Regions from separate parts of the Gossypium arboreum genome. Here region 1 is linked to region 2. A link is a contact called in public Hi-C data. All regions are on one chromosome and are shown on one strand. The core of a region is the stretch at or near the end of the contact, and the rest is flanking DNA. Distances in the headings are between cores, read along the strand shown.

Region 1 (7,048 bases), core at 2,773-5,272, 190 kb before region 2:
GTCTTAAAACGCAGATTGAAAGAAAGTGGCTTTAGAATTTGACTGCATTTATGAGTCACTGGTCAACTGTCCCTCGGAGACATGACACTGACATAGCACTAATGGGGTTTGCCTTGGTCTAAACTCTGACTTGAGGTATAAGGTAGGGAATCTGAGACAAAAGATTGAATATATCACACATTGAGTCTTGTTCCTCATGCTACAAGGTGGAAAGGTTTGTGAAAAGACACATCACCAAACATTAAATTCGTTTGCCATTTCTGTACCTTTTGCCTGCAACAAAAAAGATGAAATATGGTGCTAGATACTGTAATCAATAATTCACCATTGTCTAAGCAAAGCAACATTCTCTCTCTGGATTTCCCCCCCTCTAAATGCTCCATTTGTTTCACCTACCATGAATCACTCCATTTTTCCAAAATGGGGTGGCTCAGATCCCTCCTCTTCCCCTTGAAGAAGCTCTGGTTTCGCATGCACTCTGCTCCAACAAAGAGTACTTGCTATTTTTCATTGCCTGTTCTGCTAGTGCACTGTTTCATTTTTTACTATATGCATTCTTCATTCATTCACCATTAAGGATCTTCATAACTTCTTAGCTACATTGATCTGAATCTTCACCTTCTTAAAGTATTCTTATCTGATATCTATGTTCGACATATACCTAGACATGAATACAGAATATATACACGTATTTGATACTTACACTCAAGCCATAGTAACATGGCTCTCTACGGTGGTTATAACTTATAATTCTTCATGGCTGTCTCTTCTTTTTTATATGATTGAGCATATTTTTATAGTTGTTTTTTTTTCTTTTTTCTTTTTTTTTTTGCGGGTGAATTTCAGGTAGAGGGATATATATTTTATATGAAGATGTGAAGTCATGCACAGATGAGGATGTTCATGTCCTCTGGTCCATACTGGTAGAATCTCATTCACCCCAAATTAAACCAAAACAATGAAGCATTTCAAGTTTATATGAAGCCCCTTTAGTATCAACATATCAGAAAAGAAATAAAAGCTAGTGGAAGTAAAAAAAAATTTCCATCTATTTCTCTTTGTTAGGAGCTCTGTGTTAGCTTGAAAAAAGAAAGTGGATCAAAAAACTGTAAATTAACAGGTTTTTTATAAGATTCTATGTTTGGACCTTTAATGCTTTTCCCATTGTAACCAAAAAGAGAAAACAACAGTTCTTTTTCTTTTCTTCTGCTTGTGTTCTGTTTGGTCATGACATTGAAGCCAATTGCTTAGTCTTCAAACTTATTTAACGGCATTCTTAAATTAAAAATGTGATCATTTACTAACTACTACTTTTTATATATTTCATGCACTTACAATGTATTAAATGATATCAACTCATTATAATTTTGTTAAAAATAAGTAGTTTTGATTTTAATGGGATTATATATAAATCCTTTTATAAAACCATATTTTCAGCTTAGTTCAGTATCCTTCACAAAACCAAAATGAATACCCCTTAATCAACATATCAAACTCACTGATTACTGCCAATAAACATAAAAAGTGAACATACATTTAACTAATCTATCTACATCAAAATGGAGATTGTTAGCCATTTCCCACAAACCTTAAGGCAAGAAGGGTCCCACAACATAATTAAGCTAGATGAGATATCATCCAACTGTTAGGTTCCTAGCTTCATCACGATCATCATCTTGATCAAATACATTGAAATTAAGTTATAAAATGTTGGTAGTACTCACCATTGTGGTCATTTTATACCTTTAAGCAGCCTTGGAGCTCTCCTCCATCTCCATTTTAAGCCACCAAGCTCTGATATCACTTGACAATGACATAAATACCGTCCGCTTATCCTTGTCAATGAACAGCTTCGTGGCAAAAAAATACAATTGGCTCATCTTCGGAACTTCTTCCTCCATGTTATCAAGCATTCGAATTGCCTCCGGAATGTTGTATGGCTCAAAAGTTATCTTGGCTGAAGTTGCCGTACTCATACTTTCGGCTGCACTACACAATCTATCTATCTGCCTAGATAGTTTTGAAACCCTCCCAACTAGTTTTGGTACTTTCTCTTTACCCTTGTTGAGATGAGAAGAATCTGACTCTGGAGATCTCTTTTTCTGGTTCGGTGGCTCTGACTGGTGCTCGGATTCGGAGTGAGCCTGAGGATTCTGTTCCATGCAATGGTTATCCATCTCATTGAAATGTTCACCCATTGCCTTTTTCGACATTTGAATATCTTCTACAGCGACAACCTCCTCAACCTCTACTTTAGGCGGTTCATCATCATCAGTTCCATCAATCGACGGTAGACCAAATGTGGGTGTGAAAGTTACGTCGTCATTGATACCCTGAAACATCCAATCTAATTTGTTTTCTAATTCTGGATCAATACCACCATTTTTGAACTTTGTAGCCTCAGGCATTAGCTGCACATTTATACATGAGTGTTATTGATCTTATATACGAGAAAATAGAAAAAAGGATTAATAAAATCTTCGTTATGAAAATCAATCATGTACCTTTAACTTTTTTTCCCACCATGCCTCTGAAGTATCGATATTGTTCTTATTAGGATCCCAACCCAAACAGGTATCATTCCCTTTGAGCTGTTTCCATAGCTTCCATTCTTTTTTCAGTAGATCCCATCGATTCTTCAGCTGCGACTTTTCATATTCTTTACCAGTTTCTTTGTTAAAATTCGCAACCAACCTCGACCACCCTTCCTTTTTAAAGTAAGTTCCTCGCCTACAATTATGATCTTTTTCCTTTATGCAAAGATCACAGAATATCATCGTTAAGTTCCTGTCCCATACTGCCTTGATTTTTTCATTACTCCTACCTCGAGGAACCTCTACCGTAAGAATTCGAGCATTCTTCATCTATAACAAAGTTTTTCAAAATTAAAAGAGAAAAAGAATCATACAAACAAGCCAGTTATAGAAACACAAAAGAAATAGAAAAAAAAAATCATCTATTAAGAACTTAAGATCATCAAAGTATAAGCCATTTCCGTTTCCGAACAAAAATATACTTTAATCAGAGAATCACAGTTCAACCAACCAAACATATCCGATAGTGACCAAGCCAATAAGATTCCAGATTCGTTTATATACAGCCACATACTCACAGTAGCATCAATCGCTCACATTCGCATGCAAAAGTTGTAGGTTTGCAGATACACATATGGTTCCCAATACTAGGTGCATCCATGTCCTCGAATCAAAGAGTTGAACTTGGTTCAATACTCTTACAAAATAGTAACACTCCTCTATACATACATACATACATACATACATTAATGTATGTATGTATGTATGTATGTATAACAGACCCAGAGGCATTTACTTACATACAAAAGACACGTTTATGCATAAATAAATACACTAATTCGTACATGAAGACATAAAAAAGGCACATTCATACATAAATATACTCTCATTCTTACATACATGCTGAAACACAGATAGACACGCAACAAGGGAAAAAAAAATAAGTGAATATAATAGTCACTCTTGAAACCCTAAAATAATACATTAATAATTAGATAAATAAAATAATTAGCTCTTCATTGTTCAAGCCATGAAAAAATAACACGGAAAAAAACAAACCCATTGGAGGAAAATTGCAGAGCAACACAACATAACCAAAATCCATTAATCAAAAAGCATTAAAATAAAAAACCCAGAAATGAAAAACACAAAAGAATCTATTTTTATCATCACGGACGAAATTTAAACCCCAAATTGGTGGGTTGATAAAGAAGAAACAAACGAAAAGAAAAATGGTACCTTGGGTCAAAATGAGGATGAAAAATCTATGGTTTAATGCATGAAATAAAGGGAAGAGAATTGAGATTTTTGTTGGAGAGAAAGTGATGAATCTGGGAAAGAGAACTTTGTTGCGGTTGCCCAAACGCGTGCGTTGATGGACGTTTTGGTCCCAAACGCGGTCACGAGATGGAATTGCGAATTTCGTTTGGGATTGCGTTTGAACGCAATGCCCGATTATGCCACGTGGAGCTGTTAACGTCTCGTTTGGCTGAAAATTGAGAAAGAAAAGAAAGGAAATTGGTTTTTTACGTATAATATCATATTTACTCTTCTATGTTTACATCTTTTATCATTGGCTTTTTTTTTTTAAACTAAATTTGACCCTTAATCTCTTAAAAAAATCATTTTATCTTTGAAAAGTGTTGAATTGCTGTTTCTTAATAGAAAAATTGACTAAAATGTTATTTTTTTAAATGACAACTCACATGGCAATCTACATATAATTCAAGTTAATTTTTACGAATTTTTATATATTTTTAAATATTTTTATAATTTTAAATTATTTGTTAACATGGTATATAAAATAATATGTGTTATATCACCTGAAGTATACATGGATTGCCATGCCAACATAGTTAAAATTTTAATATTTTAGTTATCATTTCTATTTCAAAAACGATTTAACCTTTTTGAAGGTTTAATTGTCAAATTTAGCTAAAAGAAAGAATGAAGGTCAAATTAACAAAATATGTAAACTTTAAGGTCTAAATTTAATATTATATCTTTTTTACTTAAACACCATAATTTTTTTTCTAAAATAGAAATGTTTTAAGATTATGTAAGGTAGTGTTTGGAAAGCTACCTGATAATTAAATTTTGGTGTAATTGCTTATAATTACACGATGATGACATGTTTGGGTAACTATTATAATTGATGGGCCCTATCGAATTGAATGTAATTGGAGTACTCTAATTACACTTTTCAATTCTTAAGGGGAGAGTAAGAATTGGAGTAATTACTACACTCAAAGTGTTGTAAATTCATTAATAAATGGATGTCCATAACCCCTTCAAATTTATCCTATTGTAACCTCTAAAGAATGTGTCACATCCCAAAAAGCATGTTTGAAGAAATTGGGTTAGTAAGACCAAGAGTGGTCACATCATGTTTTTGAGTAAAGGTTGTGAGAATTATGACAAATGAAGTGATCTAGTTCATTAGTTAAGTGTTATACCTGTGTGAGTGAAGTTCTAAGTGTGAATCATTTGACTTGCATTTTTGCTAATTTTTACCTAAACCCTTATCTTTGAACATCTAGTTTATAAATTATTTTCGCTTAATTGTTGACAATAATGAGGTTGCTGGTTCATTGATAAAACTTCAGCTTACCCTTTGATTTTGTGTTTAAGTCCTCATGTGTGCAAAGTGAAAATTGTTTTTATTTTGAACTCTGAGAGAATCTGATTGGTGATTAGTTAATGTGATTTAATGGGATGTCGGTAGTTCTGAATTAATCCAAAAATCTCTCTTACGTTCCTCTCTCTCCCATTCCCCCACTCCTTTTGTCCAAAGTTTTCCACTTTATCCACATCTTTTCTTCTTTCTTTTTTTTACTGTAAACTTTGGTTAATAAGGAAAAATTGTTTTTGTTCTTTTCACTTTCTCTTACTGCCATCTCTTCTATTTTTCTTTTATCATTTTGGTGTGTCATACTTTTGCATTCTCAATCTTTTAATCATCTTATGGGTAAGTGTTGGTTGTTATTCTACTGTAGTAATGTAGTATTTTTCTTTAGTTCGCATGGAGTTAGAAAGATTCATTTTCTTTATCTTAATAGTTTTTATGTTGAGTCTGCTCATTTTAGTACTGATAAGAGTGTGTTGTGAGACGAACAACGATCCTCTAGCAAGTTAAGTACTGATAAAGGCTGCCATTAAATCACCGTTTTCTTCAGGGTAAGTATTCAAATACCAGTTTTGGGGGTTGTTTTTAGTAAAGAGAAAGTTAATTATTAGTCTAATTCATGGTTGTTAATTAGTATGATTTAATGTCGTATGTAGGATTCAGGAGTGCTCTGTTCTGTGGCTAATCAGAAATAACATCAGGTGTGTGAATCTAACCCGAAACTTCGATTAGAACTCAGAAAAGCTCAAAAATAAAGGTTGTTTTTGGAACTACTCTGCGTCACATGGCCGTGTGGCTGGCCGTGTATTAGCCCTTGTGCACCACACGGGTGTGTGGTTGGCCGTGTACCAGGAGGTGTGATCGACCGTGTGCCAAGCTGTGTGGAGCACACGAGCATGTATGATTGCATGAGCAATTTTGGTAAGTCGTGTAGGACATATAGGTAGGTCAGGTAGGCTATGTTCGCCCATTTTTTTGAAATTTTCATTTAGGCCCATTTTGTAACACCCCTAACCATATCCGTCGCCGGAATAAGGTTCGGAGCATTATCGGAGTTTAAATTTCAAAACTATCAAAAATTTAATCATTTAATAATTCAACATCAATCATAGAAAAGTCAATCAATATCATACATATTGTCCCTTATATGAGCCCTCGAGACCTTAAAAACACATTAGAATCAAGTTGGGACTAAATTGGAAACATATAGAATTTTTAGAAAAAGATGAAAATTTTCAAACTACAAGGATCACACAGCTGAGACACATGCTCATGTCTCAGGCCGTGTGGCGTTCGAAGTAGGGACACACGGTCGTGTCCCAGCCCATTTAATTCTCTAACTTGGGTCATACGGCCAAGTCGCACGCTCGTGTGCCTGGTTGTGTACCCTCAAACTGCAACCTTTAAAAACCTACAGGGGACACACAACCGTGTCGTGTAGCTGTGTGTCACACATGGCTGAGGCACATGCAATTGTCTTAGGCTGCATTGATGAGAAAGAGGTCATTTTCAAACCATTTTTTTCACCCTAAACATGCTCACACATACAAAACATTTGCACTTACAATCAAGCTCTCAAACATACCTAAAATATGTATAATAAGATCAATTCAATAGGTCATTTATCCATACAACCAATATGCCAAAATGCACCCCAAACATAATTATCAAATTAATCTAAATATGTGCACATTTACCATTTATCATCTATTTTGTCTCCATGCTAAAACATAGCATAATTGACATATTCCAAAACACAACCAAACATATTAAATTGGTCATTCAAAGTATACTTTCATTTGATCATTCCAACACCAACCATTTAAGCATCAAAACCATCTAAATAACACCCGTAATAGCCCATTTTCAATGAAATCGAAATAGTAGT
Region 2 (6,917 bases), core at 2,343-4,842:
CAATTGCATTCACGCCTTTGTGTTTTGGTAAGCCATGGATAAAGCTCACATTTGTATCGCCAACCAACAAGGCAGGCTTTTTTATATAAATTACCTTAAAATTTTAATTAATTATGAAAATAATTTATTTTTTTATTATATACGTAAATTACTTGAAATAAACAGTAGAAGTTGGAGAAACTAAAGAGAATGACGCCACCAACATGCCACGTCAACTACTAAAATAAAAATATCAATTTCTTGGTGGCGCCAAGAAAAATGATGTCACTTGTATAAATATTAGGGGCATACAACTATTTCTTAATAATTTGGGGATTTAAATAAAATCTATTTTTGGTGGAGCCATTAAGTATGGAGTCACCACTTGTCAGGGATTTTATTTTTTTTTGTTTTTTAAATTTAAAATTTTTAAAAATTATATTTTATTTGATGGAGTCATTAATAATGGCGCCAACAGTGTATTGTACTTGTTTTTTTTAAATGCATTTTTTTAATTTAAATATAAAAAAAATATATTTTATTTTGTGGAGTCATTAAGAATGATACCACCAGTGTACTGTACCTGTTTTTTAAAATGTGTTTTTTTTAATTTAAATATAAAAAATAAAATTTTATTTGGTGGAGCCATTTCCTTTGGGGTGATGAAATAGTTATATATAACCCCAATGACAGATCAATTTAAGTTAAAGAATTTTTTTAAAATTTTATTTTGTTAGAGGATGACCGGGAGAAAAATGATAAGCCTTTTCTTTTTCTATGTATTTGTGTTTTTGTTTATTTAGTAATTTTTTTAATTTGAAGGTATGTTTTGTTTAACGATAATTTGGTAGAGCTTTGACACTGGTAAATTTAATAGTTATTTTCGGATGCCAGTTATTTATTCGGCAACAAATTCAAATTGGTTATGTAAGTGTTTTAGTTAGTCGTGGTAGGACGATAACGAGTTTAAATTGATTATACAACCAATGGGTAGATTATTTGGGATTCCCTGAGTCATCGGGATATTTAAAGGTTTTAAGGAATCTCAAATCGAACCGCACAAATGAGACCATCAATATTGGCAGCATCCGAGCAACAATTTAATAGCATTGAGAAACTTGCTTGTGTTGCGGTGACGGGTTCAAATGGCTCCACCCAATAAAATAATATTTTTAAAATTAAAAAACTAAAAAATTAAAACTATCATAAAACTAAAAAAAATGTTGACACAACATAAATAAAGTGGTGGCGTCATTCTAATTGGAGCCATCCGACAAAATAACATTTTTAAAAAAATCTAAAAACCTCCCAAAAAAAGAATACCCTTGAAACATTAAAAAAGTGGTGGAGCCATACTTAATCGGCTCCACCAAAAAATGGATTTTTTAAAGTCCTATAATTATTGAGAAATAACAATATTTTCTTGATATTTATACAAGTGATGCCATTTTTCTTGGCACCACCAAAAATTGAATATTTTATTTTGATGGCTGACATGGTATGTTGGTGCGCCATTCTCTTTGGCTCCATCAATTTTTACTCTTCATTTCAAGTTATTTATGTATAGAATTAGAGAAATAGGTTTTTTTCATAATTAATCAAAATTTTAGGATCAACCAACAAGATAAGAAAGAGACACTGGGGAGAAAAGTGGAGATCAAGAGAATGAAGAAGAATTACCTCATAAAATTAATCACATGAAGTGGCTTTTGTAAATTATTATTAATTAATAATAATTAAACATTGAAGTTGGAAGATGAAATTAAATTAATTAATTATTATGAATTGCTGAATAGAAAAATTAAATATATTTTTCATAGATTCGAATACGATAAAGTTATTAATTTTATCGAAATTAGAATTGGATTAAAAATTTATTTAATTAATAAATTAATTTAGTTAATTCAATCAATTAATTTAATTGATTAAATAGATAATATTTTAGTAAATAAAAAATAAATATTGATGTGGATAAATTATAAATGTTTGGATAAAAGTTCATATAACACATAATTGGAGTAAGGACAACAAACTTAGTATTTACTAGGCATGCTGTTGTCTCTATACTCATAATTGAGGAAAAGTTGTATTTTCTATTAAATATTATTATTTAATCAAGTCTTATTTGAATATAACTCTTGTATGATTCTCTATAAATAGAAATTATGTGTTGAGCAATTTACAACACTTATCATATGTCGTTATTCAATTCAAAATGTTGAAAATTTATTTTACAAAATAAATTCTATTTTCTGGAAAAGAACGCATAGTTTTTGGTTATAGAGAAAATTAACTTTCTTACTAAAAGTTAATAAAAAATTTTATTTCATGTGATTTGTTTGATAAACTTTGAGCCCACAGTTGAGGTAGTTCATGATTTGAGAATAATGGAAAAGATCATTTGGTAGAAAGCCAAGATCGATTTTAGTCGACTTTGTACAAAGTACAAGTATATTTCGATTAAGTTTATTGTTATAAATAATACAATGAATTCTGTTTAAGAAAATTTAAAAGTTTCTACTATACCTAAAATAATTGTTTCTCTAAATTGATTGTTCTAATAGTTTTAAGCCTTTAGAACCCCCATTTTATGTTTTAAACTTGTCCAAACACCTTTGGAATCATCCAAAATGATTTTAAAAATGTTCCAAAGTTTTCCATTCCTTTTAACCTCAATTTATGGATTTTATTTAATTGTTGAAAGTCATATTAAACTTATAAATAAGCAACAAGTGTTATGCATATGTCGTGGTAGCATCTCTTAACCGTGTTGGTCATTAGGTTGGGTAAGGAGTTTTACATGATAAGTGATTGCAAGCTCCTATCACGATAGGAGAATCAGTCTCAGAAATTTTAAAGTAGTGGATGTTATCATTAAAATAATTGAATATTCATCTAACTAGAGAGAACGACAATAAATTCATCTTTAAAAACACTTGAAAAAGCAAGGCTAAAACTTGTACACAACAAGACAAAGACTTTTACCATTTTCATAAAAAATGCAAGACTCATGAAACAACAAAAGCACAAAACTTAAGACATCATAGTCCAAATCGACTTGTGGAATAAATTATTATTCTAAAATATCCTCAAAATAGAGACATATTAAGAAGTAAACGAAGAGACACCATTTGAATATCTATTACCAACTCATTTTTCAAAAAAAATTGTTAGTAGTTGGTGAAGATTTTACAACGATAAGCATAAACATTTTTCAACTGAATAAATAAATAATAAAAAGTTGGTGTGATGGAAGAAAAGATAGGCAATAACTAATCCGGAAGCCAACACCGTTACGGGATAGAACAAGGGCTAGGAAAGAAAAAAAGAAAAGTTTTGGGGGGTTTTCTTACTTTAAATATTATTGAAATCATCACTCCAAAACACACGACTTTATTAATTAAATGATAATCCAAACTTAATGGACGGGATTTCATTAGAATGGGGCCGGATCAACTGTCTAAATCCAATATATCAAAATTCCATCCCAAATCAGAAAAGGTCCATTTGATTACGGGCCTAACATAGGAGATGGACCGACCCAGCATCCCAAATTGAATAGGAAAATAGAATTACCATTTTGTTTTCCCGCCTTCCCGCTTCCTTAATCAAAAGTCTTATTATTATTATTATTTTTTGTTTTTTGGGTTTCACTTTCGACCAAATTCAAAGAAAGAGGCAAGGGAGCCTTTGACTGTCTCCGTAGGCTTTGAGCTCTAATCCTTGAAAAAAAGCAAAAGAGAGATGAAGATGTGGAGCCTTTGGTGAAAATGGATACACCACATAAAACCCAGATCACTCCGACTCCTACTTCTTCTCTTTCCAAATTTGAGGTTATTATTCTTTTTTCCTCTTGCAATTTAAAAAAAAAAAAAGTTTTAAGAATTTGGGTTTTTGTTAATTATGTTTGCTCACCTAGGATTTCTGGGTTTTGGGCATTTCGGCTTTCAATAATTAGATGCTGATTTGGGTTTTGCCTGTCAAGTTTAATTTGTTCTGCTTTTTTCGCTTTGAATTACTTTTGTATGTTTTTGTCGGAATTGTTGATGGGTTTTGTGTTCAGACTACAGCGTGAATTTGTGTGTTTCCCGTGTCATGTTTGTGTTTACAAGTGTAATGTAAATTTTTTACAAATTTTTACCCAATAATAATTATGCTCATGGGGTTATATATAAGTTTTGACATGCTTATAATTTGTCTCATTGAGATTTGACATTGGAAATGTTGGTAATTTATACAACTAGAGGTGAGCAGCAATACTTTCAAAATGTTGGGAATGTTGGTATTTCTTTCAATGATATAGAAGAGATACTTTTTTCCCTAGTTTGGTTTAGATTGCTCTATCTTTAGCTTGGTTCTTTGTTTTCTTGTGTACATGAGCATTTGCTGATCAGGTTATTGAGACTTACATGCTATGGTTTAAACATTGCTTTCTTCCTTTGCAGGATTCACCTGTCTTTAAGTACATTGATAGCCTTTCTCCTATTGAGCAAGCCAAGTCCAGTCAGACTGATAATGCTTTCAATTCATTAGCTTTTTTGTCCCCTTCATCTTTGTTTCCCTCCCCACAAATCAATTGCCATAGGGAATCCAGGTTTTCAGTTAAAAGGTAAAACTAAATTTTCTTATTGCTGTATTTAGTTCATGATTTTAAGTGTCCTGAATGATATTGGTTTCAGGCATCATTTCTCGGCAGATTTAAACACTAGGGTCCTCCAGAGCAGTAATGAATCTAATGCAAGTCAGGAAGCTTCAAAAGCTGCTGGGCAATCTGGCTTGTACGATGAGCATCCAGGATGTCTCAGTAATGACGGTTCATCCAAAGGAATTAGCAGTGATCTGTTTGACAAGCAATCAGATTTAGCGGTTGAGTTGCCAGGAACCTCAAAATATGATTGTAGGAGTCCTGATGATAACCTGGAGGCTTGTGATGCATTACTGAAAAAAACAAGTCTGGAAGTGGTGGAGCAAGAGAGATCTCCTTTCCAACGCAGTAGAGATGAATGGAAAGAGAGGCAACGGTCATTTGAAAATGAAAGAGATTTGCGTAAAATACGTCGGATTAAGCCGAGCGAAGAAGCAGCAGGATGTGGCTGGGTGGCAGTTGTTTCTGATGTTGCTGATATGTTGACAGTGAATACATCTATCATTCACGAGAATAGTGATGGACAGGATCAGAGAACGGTAGACTCTGGGACAACCTCTTTTATATCAAATATCCCAGAGTTTTCGCTTGATAATGCAAATAATTTAGAAAATGCAGAATCTGGTGATCATCAAGGTTCTTGCAAACAAAATGAATTGGGAGATTCAGTAACAGATCAGACATCTTGCATCCTGTCTACTTGTCTACCGGACAAACCAGTAGTTACTGATTCAAGTTTGAAGAAGGATGATAAGGGGGAGAAATGCAGCCAGTTGAGTCGTCAGGTAAAGTGAAAAAACTGTGCAAGTACATTTTTATGGCAGACTGCAATTCGAGATATAAGATTGACACGAAGCTACATATTAGTATTTAATTCTTTCTAGAAAATGAAAAGATAATAGCATTTTTGAGCCATTTTTATGATATGCATACCTAATACAAGTTCCTTATATTGTACATTTATCAATGATTTTCCTTTTATGTGTCGTTTCTTAAAATTTACACTATTTTCCTGCTCAATGATTGGCTGTTTTTTTATAACCATACTCTTATGTTCTTCTCTATGCAGCGTAGCATAAGACGGCGTTGTTTGGTGTTTGAGAAGTCACCTGGTTTCGGTTTGCACTTGAATTCTCTTCCAAACATCTTGAAAGGTGGTATTTCTTTTGTGAGCGGCTCTATCTTTTGAAAACAAATTGATATGCACCTTGGTCCTTGACATTTCCTAGTTTTCTGACTGTAGGCCAGAATCCTCCTAATAAATCAATTTTAAGCTCTATGAAAATGGGTGAGGTTCCTAGTGACAATGGAACTGTAGTTATAGAAAGTTCTTGTGAGGCTCCTGCATCTATTGGTGGCACTGACGCTGACCACAATACTCCTGAAAAGAAGAGGCATGTTAGATTAATATGCTCTAAATTGCTATTCAAACACCATAATACAAACTGATTTCAGTTTAATACTATGCAGGCAAAAGTTTGAACTTGTTGAGGAGAGTGCCTCATGCAAGCGCTGTAACTGTAAGAGATCAAAATGCTTGAAACTGTAAGTCTGTCTTAAATCTGTATTTAGGGTCAGTGTGCATAATCTTGAAGTGTCTCACTGAGTCTATACCTATATTTGGTTAATTCCTCTATTGTGATACTGAAGACCATTGGTCCTTTAATTACTCTGAATTAAAAGTAAAAAATCAGGTGAACCAACAGGTTGTAAATTGACTTCCTACGTCTAAAAATATAAGATATTCAGGCCTAACTTTGTAGTCATCACATTGGTTTGATTTCTACAATTGCTTAATGAATCAATTTCCAATAGCATGTTAGAATGAAATGTGATTTAATAATCATTTTAGCTTATTTTAATCTATTTGTTTAGATATGTATTTTTGGATTTGTCTTGGTTCTCCGCTGCCTAATTATTATTTCTACTCATTGCATTCACTGTCATTGATTTTTCACTTTTTCTCATACTAGGGATTTAGCTGCTTTCAATATTGTCTACCTAGTTCTACTGACTATATTTTATGATACAGTTACTGCGACTGCTTTGCTGCTGGTCTCTACTGTATTGAGCCTTGTTCATGCTTAGATTGCTTCAATAAACCGATTCATGAAAAGATGGTTTTAGAGACTCGTAAACAGATTGAATCTCGCAATCCACAAGCATTTGCTCCCAAAGTGATTAGAAGCACAGACAGTGTTTTGGATACCTGGGTTAGATTCTATATTTATGATTAAGCTTCATGATAACTAGAGTAGCATCAAAGCTCATTACTTATTTTGTCATTTGGCCT

Evidence for each region. Hi-C and Micro-C count contacts between places; a contact is called where the count stands out from the background.
Region 1: a contact with region 2 is called in a Hi-C map of leaf, with 5 times the contacts expected there. The contact joins the promoter of LOC108471198 here to the promoter of LOC108470869 in region 2. A contact is called at or near these places in 2 of 5 Hi-C or Micro-C datasets (both in leaf).

What each region holds. Positions count from the first base shown.
Region 1 is chr11:118,050,187-118,057,234 of ASM2569848v2, reverse strand. It overlaps LOC108471198 (L10-interacting MYB domain-containing protein-like), which reads right to left and starts at 4,022. Exons shown (of 3, transcript XM_017772806.2): 1 at 3,774-4,022; 2 at 2,505-2,864; 3 at 1,472-2,411. The coding sequence starts at 2,864. The coding sequence ends at 1,746. LOC108473034 (a long non-coding RNA gene) reads left to right here and starts at 278. Exons shown (of 2, transcript XR_001869632.2): 1 at 278-493; 2 at 847-1,011.
Region 2 is chr11:117,856,535-117,863,451 of ASM2569848v2, reverse strand. LOC108470869 (protein tesmin/TSO1-like CXC 2) reads left to right here and starts at 3,592. Exons shown (of 11, transcript XM_017772369.2): 1 at 3,592-3,812; 2 at 4,425-4,588; 3 at 4,659-5,409; 4 at 5,694-5,778; 5 at 5,868-6,018; 6 at 6,095-6,169; 7 at 6,657-6,837. The coding sequence starts at 3,750.